Regions from separate parts of the Mus musculus genome. Here regions 1 and 3 are each linked to region 2. Evidence: chromatin contacts called from public HiChIP or PLAC-seq data. All regions are on one chromosome and are shown on one strand. The core of a region is the stretch at or near the end of the contact, and the rest is flanking DNA. Distances in the headings are between cores, read along the strand shown.

The links. HiChIP or PLAC-seq counts read pairs in DNA pulled down with a chosen protein or histone mark.
Region 1: a FOXA1 HiChIP or PLAC-seq map of pancreatic cancer cells shows a contact between it and region 2. The contact joins two enhancer-like sites.
Region 3: a contact with region 2 is called in an HNF4G HiChIP or PLAC-seq map of pancreatic cancer cells. The contact joins two enhancer-like sites. A contact is called at or near these places in 1 of 39 promoter capture datasets (stem cell-derived epiblast-like cells) and 2 of 115 datasets of contacts at active chromatin or transcription factors (embryonic stem cells and pancreatic cancer cells).

What each region holds. Positions count from the first base shown.
Region 1 is chr15:36,667,740-36,671,717 of GRCm38.p6, reverse strand. No RefSeq gene overlaps it. Among named protein-coding and RNA genes, the nearest start is that of Gm46515, 26 kb to the left of the region's middle. Within about 2 kb of position 1,832, at least 44 of the 459 cell types and tissues checked have an H3K27ac peak or open chromatin away from gene starts, as enhancers often do. A contact at or near this core is called in pancreatic cancer cells, where this site is marked.
Region 2 is chr15:36,871,201-36,875,043 of GRCm38.p6, reverse strand. It overlaps Gm10384 (a long non-coding RNA gene), which reads left to right. Exons shown (of 2, transcript XR_875155.3): 2 at 2,627-3,843. Among named protein-coding and RNA genes, the nearest start is that of Gm41299, 5.4 kb to the right of the region's middle. Within about 2 kb of position 1,448, at least 113 of the 459 cell types and tissues checked have an H3K27ac peak or open chromatin away from gene starts, as enhancers often do. A contact at or near this core is called in pancreatic cancer cells, where this site is marked.
Region 3 is chr15:36,638,774-36,643,084 of GRCm38.p6, reverse strand. No RefSeq gene overlaps it. Among named protein-coding and RNA genes, the nearest start is that of Pabpc1, 32 kb to the right of the region's middle. Within about 2 kb of position 2,169, at least 112 of the 459 cell types and tissues checked have an H3K27ac peak or open chromatin away from gene starts, as enhancers often do. A contact at or near this core is called in pancreatic cancer cells, where this site is marked.

The DNA of each region.
Region 1 (3,978 bases), core at 583-3,082, 200 kb after region 2:
AGCCTCAACATCTTGTTCTTACCTAAGGCAAGTGTCAGATAGATTCATGATGTATATAAATACATTCAAATCATTCACATAGACAGCTGATTCCCCACCCCCAACTTTAAATCCTCTGATAGAAAGGATGCAGGGCAGGGCAGAGAAGGAGCTGTGTGGATCAGCAGAGGCGTTGCTTTGCCACAGGCAGCGGGCCCCGTGTGGTGCCTGTTTCTTGAGTCTCTGATTCCCTGTGGTTGGATTAAATGCCCTCTGAGGCCCCCTTCAAAGCTAAAATCTGTATGGCTATGCATTCAAAATTCTGGGAGATTTCCAAATATATTATTGTACAATGGTAGATGGAAAAGTTAAGCACCAGTTTTTTGGGTTTTTGTTTTTTTAAATTCATCCTGAAATTTTTCCGTCTGAGCACAGATCCTGGTCGTTAGTCTAAAGACTTTGCGCAGACTTGTCAGTTAGTGTCCAGACACCAGATTTGCCTGTCAGCCTGTGCTAATGGAAGGGTCTGTGTGTCTCTTGTTTCTGAACAAAGTTTGCAAGATTTGGTATTCTAAATGCAAGCTATAACATGGATCAGGCCATGTGGCAGACTGAGGGTGATCCTGGGCACAGGAAGACAGTCAGTGCTAAGCAGTCCTCTCTTTTATGTTCCAGTACTGAGGATCGAACTCAGGACCTTGGATGCTCTAGGTGACCCACAAACTGTCCTACCACTGAACTATATCCCCAGCCATTCATAAAAATTTGAAGCTGGGTGGTGGTGGCGCACTCCTTTAATCCCAGCACTCGGGAGGCAGAGGCAGGCGGATTTCTGAGTTCGAGGCCAGCCTGGTCTACAGAGTGAGTTCCAGGAACTATACAGAGAAACCCTGTTTCGAAAAACAAAACAAAAATGAGACAGAATCTCTAAACTAAGTTGTTTTGGCTGGCCTTAAACTTTGCTGACTAATTTAATTTAAGATTCCAGGTAAACCTTGACTTTTGAATCCTCCTGCCTCAGCTTTAGTTGGGATTACAGGCCTGTGTCACCAGGTGAATAGAAACTCTTTTAATCTACTTTCTGAACACATGCTGATGGAGAAGTCTGGCAGGTGAGTTACCTGCCACACTCTTCAAATGATTCTTCAAACATCCAGGCTGTCTGCTCCCCATCCAACCTCCACCCCAGCATATCTGGCTTTTTTTTTTTTTAAGTGTTTCTGTTTTGTTTTTTAGGGTGTTTCTTAGATGAGGACTTAAGTAGCTCAGACTGGACTCGACCTCACACGTGGCAAAGACTGACCTTGAACTCGTTCTTCTTCCGCTCCCACCTCCCTAGTGCTGAGATTAAGATGAGCGCCATGACACTCAGCCCTAGAGACTGTCGTTGTACCCTAGTTTCAGAACCCAACTCCCAGTTTCCTGCTACAGATCTCTGTGCGGATATCAAACTCAAATATATCTCTTGCCCACCAACATCATTAGCAAAAACTGGCAATTTGGTAGTGAGCCTCGCTGAGTGGGTGGATGGGTGGCTACCAGGACCACTCAGCTCTGCTTCCCACACCTTTTCGCTCAAGTCCCTTCAATCCACCCGAACGCTACTTCCTTGGTTCCGGCAGAATCCAATCTTTCTGCCCATTCTAACCAGCTCCCGTCACCCCGCTACACTGCCTGCCACTGCTGAGGCATGTTCAAGCTCCTCTCCTATTGAACTCATCCCTGCCACAGCTGGGCTCTCCTTAGCACCTTTCCCTCCCCCATTCTCTCTTCCAAGCTGGGCACGCAGCCTCCGGGGAAGCGGCCCCTCCCCCTCGGTGTCTTCAGCGGGCTGGTCCTGAGTCCGTGACTCATTCTTCTAGGCCCCGTTCAAAGGCCACTCTGGAAAGGCTTCCCTGACTCCCCTGCATCACTCCACCCAAGACAGGGCTGAAAACCAATTTCCCTGAGCCAAGCTCCCCCATACTTTCCTTCCAAAACCCTGCCCAGGAATAGCCACCTCTGCAGGCCACGACCTCAGCACTTCTTAGGCACAGTGTAGGGGGAGGGGTTGTCCAGTCTCCATGGCCAAGCAGTCTTTGGCTATAAACATCTGGGGGTGGGAGAAGACACTCGTTGAGAAGAGGAGAGATTCTTCCCAACACTGGAGGGCAAAGGAGACCACAGGAGCTTATGAGAATATTGCAATGAAACCCATCCTTATTATGTATGTTGTTTATTCTGTATAATTAATGTGCTAATAAAAGTCCTTTAAAAACAAAATACAAATGACTTGATTTTGCCCTTACTCTCAGAAGTTGCTTTGCAGGACACAGAATTTCAGCTTGGCAATTTAAGTTGCTAGCTGCCTTTGGTCACTGGCTTCTGGCTTCCTCGTTACTACTGGGAATCTGGTGATTGTCTCGTTCAGCAGTTCTCACTGTGAGGCTTGACCCCTTTGGGGTACCAATTATCGTTTCACAAGCAGTCACCTAAGACTATCAGAAAACACAGGTATGTACATTACAGTTCATAACAATAGCAAAATTACAGTTATGTTAGAACAAGAATAATGTTGTGGAGGGGTCACCACAACATTAGGAACTGCAGTTTAATACATTCTTTTAAGATTTATTTATTTTATCCCTATGAATACACTATTGCTCTCTTCAGACACACCAGAAGAGGGCATGGGATCCCATTACAGATGGTTGTGATCCCATGTGGTTGCTGGGAATTGAACTTAGGACCTTTGGAAGAGCAGCCAGTGCTCTTAACCTCTGAGCTCTCTCTCCAGCCCCTAATACTTTTTAATAATGTCTAAATACGCTAAAGGGTCGCAGCCATAGGAGGGTTGAGAGCCACAGAACCAGTTGTTTCTCTGCAGCACAATTTTGTTTGTTTGTTTTGTTTTGTTGTTTTGTTTTTGAAGATCATGCTTGGTTTTGGTTTGTTAAAGCTAACGATGGTGATTCCAGGACTTGGTTACTTTTTGTGTATCTTCCTGCTGAGTATCCACAAACCTGTGAGTTGCAGTATCTCGTAAGCACTCGACAGTTTTCAGCTGCTGTCTCTTCAAGTAGTATTTTTCTCTTTTTCTTGTGGTTCAATCAAAGGAGCTCTGGGCTTTTTTACTCCATAGCTCTTCATGTCTCCTGCCTTCTCTTTCATATTTTCTGGATGCTTCGTGCTACAGCCTGGGAAGTCTCTACTGATTTGCATGCCTTGTCCTCTAGTTCTGGCTTCGCCGTGTCTGAACTTCCATTAAATATTGCCATTGAGTTTTCAAGTTGAGTTACTACAGGTTTTATGTGGGGAAGCTCCATTTGGTCTTTTTCAAATATTGTTATGGATTACTGTCATGGCTCCCTCCCCATATTATCTTTCCTTATTTTTTCTCTTCAAATTAAATAAGCATATTGTCTTTGCACACTCTAGCTAATCATTTCAAAATTTTTCAATTTTGAAAGTCTTTGCAAGTCTTTTTCTCGAATTCATCTTCTCTCTGCCTCTGTCTCTCTCAATTTGAAAATTACATACACACACTCACACACATGCATGCATGAGCACAAACATACATATACACACACAGACAGACAGACAATGTGGGTGCTGCCTCACACGCTCTATAGCATGTGTGCAGAGATCAAAGAACACCTTGCAGAAATGCAGAAGTGCTGCGGTACTCTCCAACCCAAATATGCCCCAGCAATGAAAACACAACACAGTTAATATGATTACATGCTATGCACCTAGATTGGGCAGATCTACCGCTACACTACCATCTTCCACAGCTCATGAGACCCCTTAGAACTTGCGGTTTCTCCAGGCCATGTGCTTCTGCCCTGCTTTTCTTCTTCCTCCTCCTCCTCCTCTGCGTCCTCTTCCATTTTCTCCTTCTGTCTTTCCACCTTCCCTTTTATCTGCCCAATCATCAGTTTTCCTCTATTTTACAAATTAAGGTGGGAAGCAGGTTTACGGAAATCACCTGAATGCTGACTCATTCCTTGTTGGAAGAAC
Region 2 (3,843 bases), core at 199-2,698:
GTCCCACCAGACTCAAGGAACCAGGGAAGTAGAAGCCACATAAGTCACAAGCTCCGATAAGTTCCGATCCTTCCTTTAAAACAGAATGTTGAGATTCAAAAGCGCTGGGCAGGGCAGTCAGGCTGCAGCAACTCTAATCCTGAGCCTTGGACCTGGGTACCAGAATGCTGGCTCGACAGAGCGGGATACAGCCACGGGCACAAAGGCTTTGGAGTTGAGGCTAAACTACCCAACTGCTACCTAAATATTGATTTAGAGGCCCAGCCAATCACTTCCCACAACACTGAAAAAAAAATCCTACTTCAGCTTCAGGAAGTGCTCCATCCACATTTTGCAATCTAAATCTCTTAAGTGAAATCACTTTAATGTCTGCACTTGTGTTGTTTCATGCCTTAAGGGTCAGCATCATTTTTATTGTGAACAACATGAGGAAAGGAATTTGGGGAGATTGCAAAAGGCTCTGAACAGAGCTCACAATCCAGCACACCACAGTTTTCCAGTGTCCACGGCTAGGCTGGGAGTACCTCGGGCAAAAACATCCACGAAAGAGGCAAGTGAGGGCCGAAACAGCCCACGCAGAAGCTCGCCATCAGGACTTTTTGTCACTCCCAGTGTCTGCTCTCTGGTGGATTATGGAAGGGATAGCTGTGGAGTTCTTTGGCCCTTGGCAAAACAGGACATTAGTAGCACACTGTGCAGATTCCTGCTGGAAGCAGCCCTGTCCCGTGTTCATCTCCACAGCTGCTCAAATCAATCCCTTGCCAGGCAACCGACCACTCTAAGAGTATCAGGACCCTTCCTCACTATGTCTGGCAGAAATAAGGACCTCTGCTTACTAATTCACTTCAAATCTAAGCAGATTCTAGGCTCCAAAAAGGCAAAAACCAAGGCTGAGTAGGGGTAAGACAACAGTGGGCACCAGAGAGCCTGCCGTGCAGGCTGGCTGGAAAGAGACTACTGAGAAAGCCAGCCCCCTAGGAAGGGCAGCTGAGTCCCAGCAGCATCTTTTAGCTGCTCCCCTCTGACCGGCCCACCTGTCACTGGGGTGTTTCATCTCTGTCCGAATTGGTTCAAAGAAGCATAAAGCAGAGAGACATGAGGCTAGACCCCCCCCCCCCAGCCGCAAGCTCATCTGGACCCAGCAGCAGCTCGCACTAGATGGCTTTATTTGCTCACAGGATTTCAGGGGACCCTAGGCTGAGTTAAGCTGAGGGAACTGACATGCAAATGGGTATTGTGCCAGAGCAAACTGATTCTGTAACCACCTCAGGGCCTGTTTATACGAGACCTAGAATCTTCTCTTTTGGCAACTCTCCAGCCTGCCCCGGCATGACTTAACACGGAAATTTGGTTTGATTTTTTTTTTAAAGCACTCTTTGGGATTCTATAGCTCTGCAGCAGGGCAGGCTCTGCACTGAATTATTGAACAGTGCGGATGTTTGCCTTCCCTGTGACAGCGTTTCCTCTCCGCAGCTCCTTGTCAGGCCACTCATTTCAAATATGCAGCAGGGCTGAGCCAGATTCCAGTCATGTTTGAACAGTTGCCAAGACTCCAGGGGCACCAGGCCTGTGGGGCTCCAGGGTCACGGAGACCTCAGCTTTTGGCACATGCATAGCTTGGTGACTTCTAGCTATTGTTCTGAAGGGATGAAATCTTAGCGGCATCGAAACCCCATACCATTAACCCTCCCCCAGCTTCTTCATCTGCTTTGCTATTTTTTGCTAATGGTACCAGCATCTCTCCAGTTGCCCAAATGCCTGCCTTGGCTACACCCTTAACCCTCAACAGGTGCTTGGTGTCAAGTTTGGTGCTGGTGCTTGTGAAACAGTTCCCAGTACTAGTCAGCGCACCCTATTCCCACTACTGGAGGCATTCAACAGCTAGATTTATTGCTGGTTGACTGGTTGGATGATTGGTTGTTTGAGCTGCTGTGCTGGGGCTCAAATCTGGAGTCTCTAGGCAAACATTGTCCCTAAGCTACATCTGCAGCCCTTCTTCCGGGTTCTTAAGACACTTTTCCAGTTAGCATCCCTTTACCCAATTCTTTGGCTGTAATCTCATCCTATTAATGTCCAACACCCATTTTTTAAATAAATATGAAGATATAGTCTGCTTTGCTTGTTGCTCAGTGAGAGTTCAATTTGGATGAATTCTGCTACCTACAACCTTGAAAACTTACTTGACCAGTAATGTAGGAATAATAGCATGAGAAGTAAAGATGATAAAGTGAGTGAGGGAGGTGGTTTGACATCAGATATCCAGGCAGTGCTGCAGAATGTTCAGTTTCTCCATATCTGATGCTTTGTAAACGCTGACTTCTGCTTTCAACTTTCTGGGGTTATTGTTCGTTGTTTTTGAGATAAGGTCTCAGGCTGGCCTGTATAGCCCTAGATGTTCTGGAATTTGCTATATAGGCCAGGCTGGCCTTGAACTCACAAGATCTGCCTGCCTCTGCCTCCCCAGTGCTGGCTTACAGGTGTGCACCACCACACCTGGGTCTCATCTTCATGGTTCAACCTACCTGGAATATCTTGTGAGATAAACATATGTTCTCCAAATGTGGCTGGCTGATGTGTTTGTGATTTATGTAAACCATTTTCTTTTTTTCTTTTGCTCTTCCTGCAGGGCTAGGGATTGAACTCAGGGCCCTATACGCATGAGAAGTGCTCTACCATCAAGCTGTACTCCAGTTCCATGGTATCTACAATCAAAGACTGTCACAAAAGTTCTCACTCTAAGGACATCTTGGTGCTCTGACCTTGGCACTTACATGGCAGACAATTGTTGCTGCGGTTGCTTTGAGCCATTTATTATCCTTGGTGACTCTCTTGGCATATAGTGAATACCCCAAGAGCAGAAAGAGAAGGGTATGTGTCCATTTACTCAGCAAGCACGTGGAAGCAATTCTGGGTTATCACTGTCCTGGACACTGAAATTACGAATGTATTCGACATGATCTATAGTCACCAAGATACTGTCTGCAGACAACTGTGTCCCTTTAGTTTAAGCCGGATAGCTTTTATTATTTTTATTTATTCATTCATTCATTATAATAGCATCTTGGGGCAGGCAGTGCTGGCATCTATATAAAGGCAGCAACAATGTAACTAAGCGCTGGATGGACTAAGGAAGTAGATCAAGGGCTCTGAGACATTGGCTTGGAAGCCTCATTGACACAGGTTGAAGAAGCATGCACCTACCGAGGTTCCCAAAAGATGCCATCTTCATTGCTGGCGTCCATTTGAAGCCTCACACAGCTGATGGAACTGTAGCACAAACCTGCATTCCAGTTACAAGAAAGTGTCATGGGAGCATTCAGAGCTTTCCGAATCCACCAAGGGAGCAAACTGTAAGGGCTTGGAATGGGCGGTTGAATGTTAAACTACAAAATCCTTTCTGTTACAGAACTCCAGCCTGGGGAGAGAGTCATGAATGCATGCAAACATCACAGTCAGAGTGGTACAGGTGAGCTACGAAAGCCAGAGAAATGATTCCCGAGCCAGACGAGGGCCTGTGCACAAAAGGGAGAGCTTTGCAGCCCCAGGAAGGTTACTTCCTTTGCTTGCTGTGCTTGTTTGTATGGTACCAGCACATCCTATGTGCTAGGCAAGTATTTCCCCACAGTAGGCCAAGTTTAAAGTCTTGGTGATATGGAAGACGACTCAGCAGGTAAAGCGATTGCCACCTAAGTAGTATAAGGATGGAGTTCAGATCTCCAGCGCCCGTGTAAATGTTGGGTGGGTGTGGTGGCCTTCCTGCAATCTCATTACCCCGGAGAGGAGGCCGAGGATTCCTGAGGCAAGCTGGCTAGCTAGCTAAGCTGAATCAGCCATCTCTAGGTT
Region 3 (4,311 bases), core at 920-3,419, 230 kb after region 2:
CCCATGAGTCACCTTTGCAACCTGTGACACCGTGTGCCATACTGCTTCTGTGAAGTCCTCTGGCCTCTGTTCCCTGACACCACTCCCACAGCAGGCACTTTTTGTCTTCTTTACTAGCTTCTCCTTCTGTGCTCAGCTCTTCAGTGTCCACCTTCCCAGATTTTCTTCCTCTTGTACCTCACACTCTGGGCAATCCCATGGACGTCATTACTCCACTACCACATTGTTTTGCAAGCATTGATCTCAGACCTCCGAATCCGTCTGATCTCACCAACTCACTGACCACAGGCCTGCACACTTTGCTCCCTCCCTCCCCGCTTCTCTTCTGACACATCACTATGTAGACCAAGTTGACTTCAAACTTTCAACTCTGCCTCCCAAATGTGGTGCTGGAGTTATAGGCATGTGACGTCACACCTGGCTGGACTGGACATTTCTAGCTTCTTACTCCTTAAGCAGGATCCACTGAGCCTAGAATCAAAGCCATGGTCCTCCCTCTCTCCTCCCCCTCTAGCATTTTGGCAGTTATCACAGTCACTGTACACTTGCCTGGAAACTTAGGACTTGTCCACCTTTCCCCACCATGAGAACAGAATGGTCATCAAATCCATGGCGTTCATTTCAGTATTAGGACTGACTGCAAGCAAGGCCACAGCTGCTGCCAAGCACTGGGGTTATCCTCAGCCCTCTTTTCACTTTTTATTTTAAGACAGTCTTATGATGTTGCCTAGGATCTTCCTGCCCCAGCAGACTGAGCTCAGAAACTACTTCTCAAGGGCACCCCTTCCTCTGTCCTGTGCCCCTTCCTCTGGTCTGCGCCCCTTCCTCTGGTCTGTGCCCCTTCCTCTGTCCTGTGCCCCTTCCTCTGGTCTGTGCCCCTTCCTCTGGTCTGTGCCCCTTCCTCTGGTCTGTGCCCCTTCCTCTGGTCTGTGCCCCTTCCTCTGGTCTGTGCCCCTTCCTCTGTCCTGTGCCCCTTCCTCTGTCCTGTGCCCCTTCCTCTGGTCTGTGCCCCTTCCTCTGGGATGTGCCCCTTACTCCGGCACGTGCACCTTGACTGTAGCTCTCCTCAGTCTGGCAGAGGCTGTTAGCTCTCTGTCAATACATTGCCTTTATTTTTCGTTGGTATAGAATCCCACATTTTAGCTGGAGTCAGAACCTCTTATAGGAAGATTACATTTCCCAAGGTTTCTCACTGCTATGTAATAAACCTCTTGACTCCACAGCTGCAAAACTAGCTTCTTGAAAGTGAAGCTCCAACTTCAAGAACTTTCTTGGAAAGAAATGGCATGTACTGTCACTGCTCCTTTCTGCCTGGCCACAGGCTGGTCCTGAATTTAGACAAATGAGGACAGAATACTTGGTTCAGTGTTTCCCAAACATAAATGTGTCACCCAAACACAAGCGTGGATGGACCCCAATGTGGCGGCGCATGCCTGTGAACTCAGAACATAAGAGGCATCAATAGAGATTGTGAAGAGTTTGAGGCCAGCCTATGCTACCTGCTGAAGCCCAGTTTCAGAACTGCCAAAACATAACAACAACACAATTAAATGAAACACAAATTGGTGGCTGGGCCCCAGCCATGGAGTTTCTGATTTGGCTTCAGAGTCGGTGATATCTGAAAATTACATTTCTGGTGCGTTTCCAGAAGGTGTTGATGCTGCCGGCACAGTGACTTCTGACTAAGGACGGCTGCCTTAGAGGACTATAGAGAAACAAGCCTCAAGGGGCCATTTCCCTTCTGTGGCTCATGACCATGCCCCTTTAAACCGATATGAGAAAGAGTGAAATCTGCTTGGGTCTTATCAGGAGTCTCTGATACAGGCGGTTTATATCCAAATAAAGCTTCCCGGGTCCATTGAAATCATCTTTCCAAACCTCTAAGCTTCCGGTCTTCTTAGCACTTAGCACAGTTCAACTCAACCAGCACATCTGGATGAAAACTGGGCACCGGAATGGCAAACTGGGGAGCTATGTGATTTTTCTCTGCCCCCGGCCACAGGCCAGCCTTTCCGGGCTCAGGGGAGAAAGCCCACCCCTGAGTACAGCCTGCTTCCCTGTCTTGGTGACCTGGCTATGATGTGAGCAGTTAGTCAGCAAATAGTCTAACTCCCTCCTTGTTGACAGAGCCAAGGTCACACCCTGCTGTGACAGCCTGCATCTGTGACAGTCAGCCCTGTAACCTCTTCCGGAGAAGAAGGCTGGGGCTTGGTTAAAACCACATTCATCCTCTTTCCCTATAGGTGATGGTTTCTCTCTTTTCTCTTTCTCCTCTTCATTTCCATTTTTCTTTTTCCTTCTGCTCAGCCTTTTGAGACTGAGTTTTACTATAGCCCTAGCTGGCATAGAGCTTGCTGTATAGACCAGGCTGGCCTGGAACGTATGGCCACCTCAGCCTCCCAAGTGGCAGGATTTCAGAGGCTCACCAGCGTGCTCTGTTCTGCTGTCTCTCCCTCACCCTTCTTTTCCTTTTAATGACTAGACCTCACAAGAGTCCAGGCCAACTAAGCTGGATCTATAGCCCAGACTGACCCTGAACTCATGACCACCTTCCCAGCCTCCCAAATGCTGGGATTACAGTCATGAACCTCTGTGCTGGCTCACAAGTGTTGAGTTTTAAGTAGAATGTTTTACCACAAAGTCTGCTTCAGTGTGCACTTAGCGAGACTGCCTACAACACAGCCCGAGAGTACAAGGAACCAGACCTGGTCCATGAAGGATCACAGCTCCATGCCAGGCTGGAATGTCCACTCTCAGGGAAATTCAAGCTCCTTAGTGTGGTGTTCAAGGCTCTTTACTGTTTGACTCCAGCTTTCTCGCCTCCCTTATTCTCCTCACTGGTCATGGCCCTGTTGAGCAGCTGTGCCAAGCACTTGCTCTGGAGGCTCTGCCAAGCATGTCCTCTTCCTTCTTCATGGACCTCCCGAGCACAGCTCAAGGGTCCCCTCGGCTGCGGTGCTTCCCAGAAAGCCCTGGGTAGAAAAGAGAAGCACAGAGAAATGAATGGAGCCCAGGAGTTTACCAGGCCTGAGTTCAAATCCCAGCTCCACGACATGTGGAGAATTTTGTCTCTTCACTTCCTGTCCTTATTGCCTCAATGGGTTGTAAACTAAATAAAATCTGCAGGTCACCTAGACCAGTGTTCCTTAGCATCCTGTCAAGACGCAAAGTCTGAATCAGCGGGTCTGAGGTGGAGCCTGGGACTCTGCATTTCTCACAGGTGCCCAGGTAGTACGGCTGCTGGAAGCCCATGCACCATGCACCGGGTCCTTAGCCTAAGGGAAGAACTCACGGACATTTGCTCCTAACCCCATCCCATCCTTCCTCCTTCCTCCTGGCACCCACAGCATTTTAGCCGCACCCATGTATACAATGCTTAAGACTTCGGGTTTCAGTTAGCTGTTGTCTGCCTGTGTCTTTCACCAGGAAAGGGCCAGGCTTACAAGTGGAGATTAATGTGTTTTTTGAACTAAGCTTTAGAAAATGCAAATAAAAATGCCCACTCTTGTAGACAAGAATGGGAATGAGCAGATGTGATCGGTTGAGACGGAACGTGGGGAATATGCATCGTGTGCCGCACATAGGAACTGTTTGTCTATCTGCTTTCCATTCTGCAGTGGCTCTGATTTATGCAGCGGAAGCATGTTCACTTGTGGCTGCAGCTCAGACTCTGGTGATTACTAAAACAAAACAGAACCAACAAAAAACCCAAAGCCAGATTCGTCTCTAGTCTAAAACTTGAGCGGTTCATCCTTTCCAGGAGAGCAAGTGTGACATTCCACCTCTGATAAGAAGCAATGGAATGATCCCAGTGGGAAAGATGTGTTTTTCCATCACATCAATGCATCTATCAATCATCAATCAATCACAAGCAGGCTCTGAGAAGCACCTCTCTCCAGGTGGCACTTGGTTTGCAAATGACCTTTTCTTATCTACCGCCCCACAGATCTCAAGGGAGGCTAACCTCATCATCTCCGGCCTGTTTGATGGATATGACGTTCAGACAGGCCAGAGATGAGGAGAAGGAGGAAATATCACAGGATGTAGACTGCAGCAAATCAGAACACTTTTCTCACCCACGCGTGATCTCTAGATACACGTGTGTTCTGGAAGTCTCAGACACAGAGGAGACTTGTGACCTGTTTTCTGGGGATATGAGTACTTGTTATTTGTTTGTGGGATTTTCTTTTGAGACAGGGTCTCTCTATTATGTAGCTCTGGCTGTCCAGGCATTCACATAGACCAGGCTGTCCTAGAACTTCCAGAGATCTGCCTGCCTCTCCTGGCTGAAACACTTTTTAAAGGGAATAA